Regions from separate parts of the Oryctolagus cuniculus genome. Here region 1 is linked to region 2. Evidence: chromatin contacts called from public Hi-C data. All regions are on one chromosome and are shown on one strand. Each heading gives the region's core, a stretch centred on a gene start, on an enhancer-like site or on the middle of the called end of the contact. The rest is flanking DNA. Distances are from core to core; before and after follow the strand shown.

The links. A called contact is a pair of places that touch in the nucleus more often than the background predicts.
Region 1: a contact with region 2 is called in a Hi-C map of an unstated tissue, with 2.7 times the contacts expected there. The contact joins two enhancer-like sites. A contact is called at or near these places in 2 of 6 Hi-C or Micro-C datasets (liver and an unstated tissue).

The regions. Positions count from the first base shown.
Region 1 is chr18:61,022,701-61,028,965 of mOryCun1.1, reverse strand. All of the region lies in intron 8 of WWOX (WW domain containing oxidoreductase), which reads right to left. Among named protein-coding and RNA genes, the nearest start is that of WWOX, 580 kb to the right of the region's middle. Within about 2 kb of position 4,090, at least 1 of the 8 cell types and tissues checked has an H3K27ac peak or open chromatin away from gene starts, as enhancers often do.
Region 2 is chr18:60,848,805-60,855,588 of mOryCun1.1, reverse strand. All of the region lies in intron 8 of WWOX (WW domain containing oxidoreductase), which reads right to left. Among named protein-coding and RNA genes, the nearest start is that of WWOX, 400 kb to the right of the region's middle. Within about 2 kb of position 2,503, at least 4 of the 8 cell types and tissues checked have an H3K27ac peak or open chromatin away from gene starts, as enhancers often do.

The DNA.
Region 1 (6,265 bases), core at 2,841-5,340, 170 kb before region 2:
AACCTGAAGCTGCCCAGAGCTTGCTCACTGAGCAGCTGCTAGCAGCGCCGCCCTGCACACAGGCTGGTGCCTGAGAGGCTGCTCTGATGGGGCAGACATGCACACAGCCCTTCTCAGAAGAAAGGGGCTGTGTCCGAGATTAACAGAATTCCTGGGCAATATTCCTATCTCATAAAGGCCGGCTCTGACCACTGCTGACTTCCCCCAACCTGGCCCATCTTGCTCCCCGGGCCCTCGAACAGGAACGGCTGAGGGTCTGCAGAATTTCCCCCAGCCAGACAACTCCAACAAGCTTCTCCCTGTGATCACTGCTTAACTTAAATGAGTTAATCTCGTTTTCCAGATGAATTGTTATTTTGTCTCCCGCAGGCTGTGATTACGGGATAAAAGTATTGTGTTACCAGGAGGGGTGGAGGTTTCGGCCTCACATTCCACACACTCAGAACCAGCCAGCTTCTCCTCTCCTGTTCTCTCCCTCCCCGTCTATTTCTGATGGACTTGGAGAACGGGGAGAATGGGAGGGAACAGCCTCATGGCAAGCAGGGCGATGAACCTTTCAGATGAATTATGTCACTTCATGAGAGGTCAGGGGAACGATTTATCTTCACATTTGGAAACACAGTTCATGATCCTGACAAAATTTCACACACTTCTAGAGCAAAAATGGACGTGCAAACCACATCCTGTTTTCTATTCTCCCCTTTTTTGAATTGCTCTTGAAACATAGCAGTTGATGCACAGGTGTGTGATGAGGCCCTATTACCTGGCACACAGTTTGCTGGGTGCTGGTGAAAAAATTTTTTAAACAAGGCCAACACCTGGTTTGTCCCCTCAAGCCGCTTTATGCCACTGTGACTGCTTATAAACATCACTTCGTTCTTTCCTTTGTTTTTTAAAATCCTGTCACAGTGTAGACAATAATAAACACCCTCAGAGGTGCACATATAGAGCTGGGGTCTTGTTTTCCACTGTGAGGCCTTCTCACTGAACCTCTTGAGTTCCACTTTTGCTCTTGTCTTTAATCTGAAAAAGGATAATAATGATCCCCAGCTTCCAGGGTGGCTGTAAGGACAGGCAATAAAGTACACAAAGCAGCGAGCAGGTGGCAAGTGTTTAATACAGAGTAACTTTAAAAATAATTATTTCCCAAGGTTGTTATAGAATCACAGAATGATACCAAGACCACATGATAGAGCAGGGCAGAGATAAAAAAGACAACACAGGCAAGCGCCAGATCCAGCATAGAAAAACACAGGATCCCAGGTGCGTTTGTTTTCACATCAACCACAATAGAGTGTGTTAGTGTAACTCAGACAGTCATCTGTTTAGTGTGTGTCCCAGCGATAGGATTTTATCCAAAACATGCCCTTTAACTGGTATTCTGTACTTCACCTGACAACCCCAGCTAGGATCTAAGTTTGGCAGACTAAAGGGTGAGTCTTGTTTCCTCACTATGTGACTAGGGGATGGATACCTTAATTCTTTTAGTCTCAGTTTCCTTGTCTGTGAAGCTGGGCTGATTGTCAACATAATATTTAGCTAATTCATATGGTTGTGGTGACACTCAAGATCCTATACATGGGGGCTGGCACTGTGGTGTAGCAGGTAAAGCTGCTACCTGTAGTGCTGGCATCCCATATGGGTGCCGGTTCGAGTCCCAGCTATTCCCCTTCAGACCCAGCTCTGCTATAGCCTGGGAAAGCAGTGGAAGATGGCCCAAGTCCTTGAGCCCCTGCACCTGCATGGGAGACCTGGAAGACGCTCCAGGCTCCTGGCTTCGGATCAGCCCAGCTCCGGCTGCTGCCGCCATCTGGGGAATGAACCAAGAAATGGAAGACCTCTCTGTCTGTCTGTCTGTCTCTCTCTCTCTCTGCATCTCTTTAACTCTGCCTTTCAAATAAGTGAATACATCTTAAAAAAATAAAGATCACATATATGAACATGTTTTGTAATCATTACAGTACCACTCACGTATTTTTATTCCTTTGCAAACTGATTACTTGAGAACAGAAACTCAGCGGATTCCTCACCTAAGCCATCCCTTCGTCTCACACCGAGGCTGCTGACGGAGAGCTGATTCCATCCGAGACTTGCCTTCACAGTTACTGACAGCATCTTCACTACTCGAGAAAGAGGAGGATGCTTCTCCAGTCCAGCACGCACACCTTGGCAGTGCCTGGCAAGGCTGAAGCATCTTCCGAGTAACTACCTCTGAAATCCCCGTGACTTCTGCCGCAGGAGAGCCACCTGGAGAGGAAGGATGACCTTGGCCTTCTGGATGATGCCTGTGGAACCTGAAGTTCCCAGTGGAACATGTTTTAGGTTTCAGTAGCTCCTGAGAGGAAATGGTGTTTATAATGAGGGGTCTTTAAACTGTTCACCAAAAACGTGTATTATGCAAAAAAAAAATCCATGGATTTGAAAGGCTTTTTGGATCAAAATAATTTGACAGTAACTTGTTATCACACGTCTGAACAAGATCTGGTTTGAAGCACTGAGGAGGAACAGACATCAGTTTGAAAACAGCCCCTATCAGAGCAATATGACTTTGCTGAAACTGAAGCAGGAACAAGTATCAACTTCATGATGAAGCTTGGGCAGAAGAATGGCAAGATCATCGACGCTTTACAAGAGTTTTATGGGAACAATGTCCCCAGGAATTCTGCAATTTACAAGTGGACAACTCATTTTAAGAAAGAACAGGACATGGGGCTGGCATTGTGGCATAATAGCTTAAGCTGTGGCCTGCTATGCCAGCATCCCATATGGGCACCAGTTCATGTACCAGCTGCTCCATTTCTGATCCAGCTCCCTGTGAAAGGCCTGGGAAAAGCAACAGAAGATGGACCAATTGCTTGGGCACCTGCCACCTCCATGGAAGACCAGATGTAGCCCCTGACTCCTGACTTTGGCCTGGCCCAGCCCCGGTCATTGCAAACATCTGGGGAGTGAACTGGTGGGTGGAAGATCTCTCTTACCCACTCCTCCTTCTCTCTCTCTCTAGATCTTTCAAAATAAGTAAAATTAAAAAAAAAAAAAAAAAAAAAAAAAAAAAAAAACCAGAATAGGACAGTGTTGAAGATGAACTCCTAGCAGCAGAGCATCCACATCAATTTTTGAGGAAAAAGTTAATCTTATTCACACCCTAATTGAAGAGGACCGAGCTAACAGCAGAAACAACAGCCAGCAATGCAGATGTCTAAACTCATTCAGCTGACCCACATCTGCCTGAAGGATTAAAGTGGAACAAACTGTCTGCTTATCGGGTACCAGAACTGTTGTGTCTGGTTCTGCTGCAGACCAGAGCAGCGCTTTCGATATCGATTTTAAACAACAGCAATCAAGATCCTCAAGCATTTCTTAAAAGAATTCCAGCCAGGGGAAGAGACACGGCTTTACCAGTATGGTCCTGAATACAGAGCACGATCTGAGCATCGGTTACTAAGAAGTGGAAGCAGCCCAGTCAACGCAGACGTGGATGGGCCAAGAGCAAATGTTACGTGAACACTTTTCTGGGAAGCTCAGGGCATTTTGCTTGCTGACTCTGGGTAGGGCCAAAGAATGACAACATCGGCTTATATGACGGTGTTTTGAGAAAGGCAGCCAAAGCTTGAGCAGGAAAACACCCTGGAGAGTCCTTCACCACGACAAAGCTCCTCTCAGCAAACAAGGGCAAAGTCTCCCAGGAAAATCTGTAGACATCCACCAAACACTCTCGAGTTGGTGCCTTCTGACTTCTTTTTGTTTCCTAATCTTAAAAAAAATTTTAAAGGCATATATTCTTCTCAGTTAATAAAAAAAATGTGGTTAAATTCCCATGGTGCTCAGCTCCTTAGGGATGGATTAGATAGTTAGTATCATTACCTACAAAAGCATCTTGAACCTGAGCCAGTTTTTGTTGAAAAATTAAGTTAATATTTTTAATTTTCACCTTTTAGTTCTATTTCTCAATGAATATTTTTAAGTCCTCTCATACACATTATTATTTCTTATTCTTTAAGACAGCAATTATAATCTGGAGTCGGCAGATACTGCCAACTAGAAAATTTCTCTGTGTTCCAACCATTGCCCAAGCACTTGGCTTGAGCATCTTGGTCTAAGTCCTGGCTTACTCACAGCCTCGCTGGATGACCTTGTGTCACTTGGTTGAACTCCTTTGACCCACGGTTTACCCAAAAGGGGTAGTAAAGCCAACTTGATAGCTCCTTTGGGAACATTACATAAGCTAATATTTAAAGCATTTTCTCATTAGATTCTTCCATGATAAACAGGACATGTCTATTAACTTTTTCTTTTTAGTGTAGGTAAACACACTAACCAATAAAATCCATGACTATTTCAGGTGCTTGGTTACACTGGCCTTATATTCTCACTTAAAAGGGGGTCAACTACAGAATATGGCGGAGGAGACCGTCCAGTATGCAAAGTTCAATGCCCTGATTACAGCATGAGCAGCCCCACATCTGACTCAGATCCCTGTCACGGCAGAGTAGAGTTTGGATTCCCTGAATTTGACACAGCAAACTCTGCAGGATAAGCTGAGAAGGAAGTTATAGCATGCAGTGCAGGAAGACGTTCAGTGCCTCTGTGCTTGTGCTTAAAGAGGGGCAAGTGCTGCTGACGAGGAGGCACCGACATGCACACCTTGCTGGTGTTTTATTTACGGCACACCTATTCTAAGATCTTCAGGGGTTTTGCTCAGACATTCAGGAAAAAAAAAAAGTAAAAAAATTTGCACACAAGTTAACTGTGACTACTACAAGCTTTTTAACATACCCGAGGAATTCCTTTGTCCTCCAATGACATTCAGTAGGGGGTGCAGGGTGCCAAGAGGTGAAGAAAACCCCCTTCGCACCAAAACTTTCTGAATGATCATAATCAACACTGCTAAGAGGTTGTGTGATAACAAAATAATTTGTTCTTGGAAGGCAGTAAGTTTATGTTTTGTCTGAAGTATTCAATGATTTATGTGGCCCAGGGTCTCCTGGGAACTTCAAGGTAACACACTGGTAAATTCCAAAGGCCTTGTGTCCTGAGTGGGTTGCAAGGTTTGCTACCAGGGAGAACCACTGGAGGTGATGGCTGCAGCAGTGCCCTGGTGAACACAGGCCGAGAAATGAGGGCAGGCTGGGAAAGTGCATCTGCAAGGCCTCTCCTGGTTGGATTTTCAGCGCCTCCCAAGGTGGGAAAAGCCTTCGTCTTGGGCCCAGCTATCAGGTCAGAGGGATTTCCCTGGGGATGCTTTAGAGTTTGAGAAATAAACAAAAACTTCAAAAAGAGATGAGATCCAGAGAATGCTATAGCAAGCAATGCAGCTATGAATTAGAGAGAGGAAGAAACGTAAGATAGACTTAGGATGGGCTCAAGATGCCCGCAGAAAGATGATTCCCAGAGAGAGCCTGATGCCATAGAAAGAAACAAAGTTGCACTGATGGAGAGACTCATGATAAAACAGCTTACCTACCTATACATCTATCTATCTGTATACATACACACAAACACATACCTCAGCTGTTTCCTTTTTTGACATTCTTAGTAAACATGGAGTTTGTAAGCAGGAAATGTTTTTTGTTAGCAAGGTGTAATGTTTATGATGAGGGTTAATTCAGTCAAAAACCATCTGCTGACTACAAAGTATAGTCTCACAGAAATAAAATTCTTCAGTACACAAAGCTATCTAACCCACTCCGTAGACATGGCATCTAAACCTGGCTCTTCACACACTTAACATTACATAGGGAGTAAGTGAATGGATACCTATGTCCAGCAGGTATGAAGAGACACTACCACCACCTGGTGGCTACATATCAGAATTGCAGGAATAGGGGTTTTGTTTTATTCTCTCCTAAGCATGTGCACATAAAAGCTGCATGCCTTGGTGGCTTGTGTGGCTTTACACAGAGAACCAGAAGTAAAAAAGCAAATCAATATCATACTTTTTTTGCATGGGTAATCCCAAACAATATCAGCTTTTTTTTCCAGGCCTTTCCTGTCATTTTAAGTATTTATCTCACGAAACTCTACCAGAATGTTTAGGCTGCACAAATGCAGGCTAAGAGCAGAGCCAACACTTCTCACATGATCGAGTGTTAAGGGGGAGGGGAGCTTGATTGACAACTGACAAACCAATGATAGAACAAAGACAGAGCCTTTGCTTGGAAACATGGCTCATTTTTATAACCACATTTGCTTGGCCTTGTTTTCCTATTCGCTCAGAAGAAGTCCCTTTGACTGTTTCATGCTTCGTTTTGTTTTTCATACAGAC
Region 2 (6,784 bases), core at 1,254-3,753:
GGAAGTGCGGAGCCCCGAGTACTATCTGCACGACTTCGTTACTACCCAGTGCAAGGTCAACAGGAATGAAGGGCTTCGCTGGACACCAGAAACTGCCAATTGTGCAAGAGCACACAGGCATGCATACACACACACCCTTCACCCTGCGGTCCTGCTGGCTCAACCCCCTCACTCTCTTCTGAGAGAGGGAGATGCTTTTGAATGTAGCTGGCCATCCGTGATCCAGATGGAACAGCTGAAAAAATTAAATACGGTCCTTTCTGAAGAGTCGGGAGTTTTGACAAAGACAAAGGGGACAGAGAGGAAGGCGTTCGTGCTTCTGAGTGGGCCAGCCCAGCCAGCAGGCCAGCCCCACAGACACAGACGGCTCCAGTCACAGCACACAGATCTGCAGAGCGAGCCACTGGCTGGAGGCTTTCCCGCTCCGCTTCCCACCTCCCCCGCCTGGCCACCAGCCTTCCCTCTGCTCCCCTGGAGTGCAGGATGTGGTCCGCTTTCGGCTGCTCCTCAGATTTGCGAGTAACCTTATTGTGCTCTTCATCATTTGCTGCTGTTGGAGGCAAAAACTGATTTCAGAAGTAAAGCCTGGAACCCGGGCCAAGTGTGGAGGGCGTCTAGCAAACCCAGACCCCCTGATGTCAAGGCCAAGTTGGTTCACCCCGTTCTATGGAGCAACCTGCAGCGTCCTGCAGTTAGAGGGATAAGCTGTGTGAGCTCAAGAAAAGGAGGGGCAGTTTAGGAGGCTCTTCCACACCGTATTTCTTGAGGTGCGGTTCTGGAAGCGGTTCCCCCAGCCAGGCAGCACCAGCACTGAGTGGTGTTGGCACGTGGGAGCACAGCAGGACTGAGTTTCCTCGCCTTCCTACGATAATCCAGACATGCCCCCGCACTCAGCGGTGCACACCGCCATTTGGCTCAGGAGCATCAATGCTGCTCAAAGGATGCTGAACACGGCGGTGGCACACGGGTGACACAGATGCCGCATGCCTTTCTCGAGAATAAGGTGTGTGGTACGGCACAATGTGGGTGTCCCTCCATGTATTCAAAAAAATAAATAAAAACCACGGCGTTTTATGGGCCAACAAGACTAGAAGAATTCCAAAGCACTCCCTGGGAGTGTCAGAGCTATACAGTATCCATGAGATACAAACTGGAATATCCTCTCACTTGTCACAAACATGGTTTGTTTCTCTCTCACTTTTTATTTTGATCGCCAAGGGTCAGTTGCTTATAATAAACATCCATGTTTCCTAGGCCCAAATGACATTTGTAATGTGAAATCCAATCTGTGGTGCTTGCCCAGAAAAAAAATTTATATATATTACTGTTTATCTTATCTTCAAAAAATAGCGTGCGCGCGCTCTCTCTCTCTCTCTCTCTCTCACACACACACACACACACACACACACATACTGGGGGGGGGGGAGGACATGTTCTGTATCCCCAAGAGAGTCCTAGTACTGAGATCTTTCGTTTGCTCTCTGGTGGCTGAAAGAACCTACGACACTATCTGTGTCTATTACTTTATTCAAGATAATGTTGTCCATCTTTGAAAGATCTTGCTGCTCCAGGGTTCACAACAACACAGATTACAAGGCACCCGAGCCTGAAAAGAACTCAGGCTTAGCATAACACAGGATCTGGGCAAGTAACAATTAATTATTATTAATGAAGAAGACAGACCCTCTAACAAGAGTCCACACTGTAATGTCCTTCCCACCTCTCAGCCATGGCATCACAGGCCAGGCTTGAGGCAGGTGTGAGAGGAGGCACCTGGGCTGCCACGTGCCAGTGTACACGTGGATGGATGGACAGACGGACAAGTTTTTGGAGAATCTGGATCCACCTTTTAGGGGTGGGGGGAATGGAGCTCAAGGAGGTGCAGAATTCTCCTCCAGTGTTTTTTTTTCCTTTCTCCTGGGTTAAAATCAGAGTTAAGACTGTAGAAGCTCTACTCTTCATTTGACAGAGAGGCTAAGTCACTGACCCGATTCGTTCGTAAGGCGAAAGAGATAGAGAATGCGGACATGTGCCAAGAACACGCTCGGGCACCAGGCCAAGAGAACACGGCCTGTGTATCCACAGGGAGCACAGGCATGCCTCAGCTTTATGCTGGAGCCTGTTCACGTCCACAGAAGCCACTGTCTCAACACTTGAAGCCTGTTCTTCCTCCTACTCGAGGCGGCCCTATGCCAGCGTGTCCTGGGCACAGACTAACCTGGTCCTCAGTGGGGCACCCCTCAGTGCAGGGGTCTAGCTGCACTGAGCAGGGACAGCACGGCTCCTGCACAACATGTCTCTCCTCTGGGGCGCAGCCAAGCAAGTGTGCTTCTCTTTCCAAATCGCACTGCTCTCAAGAGGGAGAGAAAGGCCCAGTCTTCCTCTGCGGCCCTGGAGCCTTTCCACCCACTCGCTCTACAAAATCAGTTCATCTGGGTAATTTTTAAAGCACAGTGCGTGGGCCAGCTGGAACAAGTTGCCTCTTCCTGGCCAAATGCTTGGGGCTTCTTCCAGCCTGCAGCCTGTGTGCTCAGTGTGCTAGTGAGAGCCCAAGGGCCTGGCCAGGACTAGGAAGGAGGGTGTTGCTAACCAGACTCCCTAGTGTTCAGGAGCAAGGAGGAAGCCTTATTTCTGGGGGAGGCAAGTCACTGGGACCTGTGGTCCGGCAATGCTCTGGAGCCTGGCTCGATCTCCAGCACTGGACCAGGCTCTCTGGATGCCAAGGCCAAATACTTGTCCTAAAAATTAAAACGGAGGGGGATTTTCACAGAGAGACAAATTACTTTTACTTGCTCTAGTCTCCTCCAGCTCAGGGGTGACCTGAGCACCAGGTAGACCCCTGGTACGGTTCTGGTAGATCCTAGCTTTATTCTAGAAACTAAGCCAGTTAAATAAGATGCTGTCAAGCCAGAAGCTGCCTGGAACTCTTGGCAAGTGTGTTCCCTCAGTACAAAATAATATAAACAGAAAGGAACAATATTCTCTGTTTTCTCACTCCACACATTTTATAGGCTACAAACCAGAATTCATTTGGGATGGGCCACAAACTTTCAAAAAATAAGTTCTTTGTGTTTAAAAAGATCTTTAGATTTCAAGTTTCACAGAGTGCGGGCTCCCTATTGTGAATGTTCCCAATCTACTGTGATTTGTCGGCTCAGAAAAATTCAGGAAAAGTAATAGCCCACAGAACAGAAGGAATTGTGTGAAATGCACCACTTATCTCCTTTTGGGCACAAATGCACCCATTCTTCTTCTGGGGGCTCTACAACTCTTCCTGATGAGTATTCACATTAATTCATGTGCCTTTGGTTTCTCAAAGGCTCAGCTTAAGCACTGGAGGTGAGAAGTTGAAAGTGCACTCATAGAGAGATCTTCAGGATAAACCGAGTCATAGTACATAAATTCTAGGTGCTCAAGGACCAAAAAAAAAATAGTATCACGAAGCCACTGGCACCGTGACTCCCACTGAGGGATGGGCCAGTCCTCTGAGCATCTGTGAAACAACCGAGAGGAAATGTGCCTCCCATGCCATGTGAACCTGGGAAGAAAACTCTGAAAACAAAGGATGACAAGTACTAGAAAAATCCATACAAGGTTTCCTTAAAATCTGAAGTGGACAGATGCATTCCAAGAGACAGACCTTGCTAATGAACACTGCTTGACAAACTAACTTGATCTACAAACGCGAGTCTGAGACAGTACCTTTCTCCGAGGGTTTCCTTGAAGAGTATCTTTGACTTCACTGTTTCAAAACGTTCCCCTCTTCGGGGATAATATGCTCCCTAGATTTGCCAAAGAGCCATTCCCTAAGGCATCCTAGAGAATATATGACTTCATTTTTCCACAGATGTATTTCTATACACCTGGTGTTTTGGTTATTTATTAACCATGCCTACTTCTTTTTTTTTTTTTTTTTTTTTTTTTTTTTTTTTTTTTTTGACAGGCAGAGTGGACAGTGAGAGAGAGAGACAGAGAGAGAAAGGTCTTCCTTTGCCGTTGGTTCACCCTCCAATGGCCGCCGCTGCAGCCGGCGCACCGCGCTGATCCTGGCAGGAGCCAGGAGCCAGGTGCTTTTCCTGGTCTCCCATGGGGTGCAGGGCCCAAGCACCTGGGCCATCCTCCACTGCACTCCCTGGCCATAGCAGAGAGCTGGCCTGGAAGAGGGGCAACCGGGACAGAATCCGGCGCCCCAACCGGGACTAGAACCCGGTGTGCCGGCGCCGCAAGGTGGAGGATTAGCCTATTGAGCCACGGCGCCGGCTAACCATGCCTACTTCTATGGTTTCTAGCTTTATATCTTTAAAGTCATTAAAACTTAATAGGAGAATTAATCATAGAAGAAATCTCTCAAACACAGTTGCCAAGTACTTTTTCTTTTCCTTGACTGACATATTTAAAATGTATTTGAATGTTATTTATTTCATCACACCCAGGGAATAGAAAAAAATAACTTGCAGCTTCCAAGTTCAGAGAAAGCATAAAAATGTGATTTACTATTTATTGTACAGTTAGGCACATGCATATTATATATTGCATGTTAATCTTCGACTGGCTAAGTTTAGCGAATTTGACAACACTACTGTTTGCAAGTGAGGAAAAGGAATCGACATCTGTTCTCTTCCAGATATGATTCCTTCTTGGAAGGAATCAGAAATACTCCCAGGCCTTCTATTTTCTGGGTAAACTGATAGAACACAGGCAGCTTAAATGGACAGTCAAACCACAATGCCCCCTGGTGGTGAAACAAAGCATCTACATATGGACGTGTCTTCAGCATTTTGTGAATACGCTGGAGAGAAACCTTATTTTAATGGTGTGGACATTTTCTTTTCCCATTGATAAGAACACCAAAACAAAGATCACTGGTGCAATGAAGCTGCTTTTAAATGGAAAACAGAGAGTCTGTTAGTGAAATTAAGGGTTCCTTGTGGAAATCCTATTGCTCAAACTTCTTTTCCTAATGCTAAGGAACTACATCTGAATTCTGCAGTGAGGACCTGGAGGACATGAGAAGATCCGAACTGCAGCCCGAGTATATTTTTAACCGAATTTATGAAAGTGGAACAGTCGGCACTCACAGGTGGACCTGAGGGTCCGCTAGCTTATTTTCAGTTGAACTAAAATGGAATGAGAACACATTCCTGGTTTTAACCAGGGGACTGAGGACTCCATCTTCCCATCATGCGCTCAGGATGCACCTCTGATAAGCAGCTTAAAGGGAGCTTCCTCCTCGGGTCAGACATAAATAGAGATTCGTAGGTTCCCTTAATCCAGACACACATCGCTTCTGAGTTAGACCTCATAAATCTCAAGAACAGCCGGCAACACATGAAAGGCAATGTTGTGAGAAGGCTCCAACACATTAAATGAGAACTCTGAAATGTGGGTTCATTAATCATACAAACAATACCAATGCCTTGTAGGAATTAAGGAACGTAGTGCCATCCCTTCTCAGAACGCATCTCGTTCTGCCTCTTGCTATCTCTGGAAGCAGGCAGGCCCGGAACAGGGACTGACACCGCACTCCTCAACCTGCAGAGAAGTGGAGCCAGGAGCAGTGCAAGGTCACACAGCAGCTGAAGAGTGAAAATGTCACCCAAGACCCCTGTCCCAGAGCTGCCTGTTTTGCCAATGGCTTCTTTTGGAGAGCAAACATTTCCGGACACCTGACCTCTTAGCTCACGCCGTACAGAATGAAATTACCTGTATACTCATGTTCACACACTGTTCACAACAGCTAGAGAGCAGAAAAAACCCAAGTTCGTAAGCAATGAACAGGTCAACAAGATGTGGTCTATCCACACCGTAGAGTATTACTGAGTCATAAAAGAGGAAGTACTTGAACATGCCGAAAAGAGGTGAATCTGGAAAACACAGCACATACACAAAGAAATCAGACCCCAAGGCTGTGCACTGTTTGATTCCATTTATAGGAAACGTCTCAACAGGCAAATCCAGGCAGACAGAAGGCAGACGGGCGGAGAGGGGAGGGCAGAGCAGTGGTGGGATCTGGGGCTGCTCAGGAGAAGGTAATGCAATTGATGGAGTGTGGGGTGCAAAGCTCTGTGAGCACACAGGCCACTGAGCTGCAATCCTCTGGACAGGTGTCCTGTGTGGCACTGTGCTCTGTATCAATGAGCTGCCGAAGAAAAAGCAGACCACAGAGCTCAGAGCAAACAGGCCCAGCCAGGCTCCAGTGGACGTCCCATCCCTGAGGAGGGCCACGACAGGAAAAGGAAAATCTTATTTGCCTCCGAAGATACTGTGCCAAGCAGAACCCCATCTTACTTGTGCACCGAGGATGGGCCCCAGCTCCACATTCCAGAAACTTTCTGCATAAACTCTGGGAAGAAGCAGTGTTCCCTTGGATCTGCAATCTTGGGATGAGAGTGGTTTTCAGCCCCCACTGCTCTGCCCCCACAATACCCTTCCCCACCTGAGATTTGCATTCACTTAGCCTGAAGCATCACAACTTTCAAGACATTCTCAGGTGATATTTAGTCCAACAGAGGCCGGGGGCCACAGTTTAGGAGACAGCCAGGGGAAGCCATTCAGTAGTTAGAAGGAAAAGCTACATGAAGTGGTAGGTAGCATCCACCTCTGCAGGAGATCTCCACTTCCCATTCCTCTCCACTCTACCATTCAAACCTGTGCCGGTCCAGCAGCTGGGAGGTGGGCATCTCTATTTGGCCATTTTCACAAATTATGACAAAATGTTTACACAAGCAAAGGCATCAGAACGAGATAGGCAATGACTGTTCCAAGAATTGCTGCATTAAAAAAA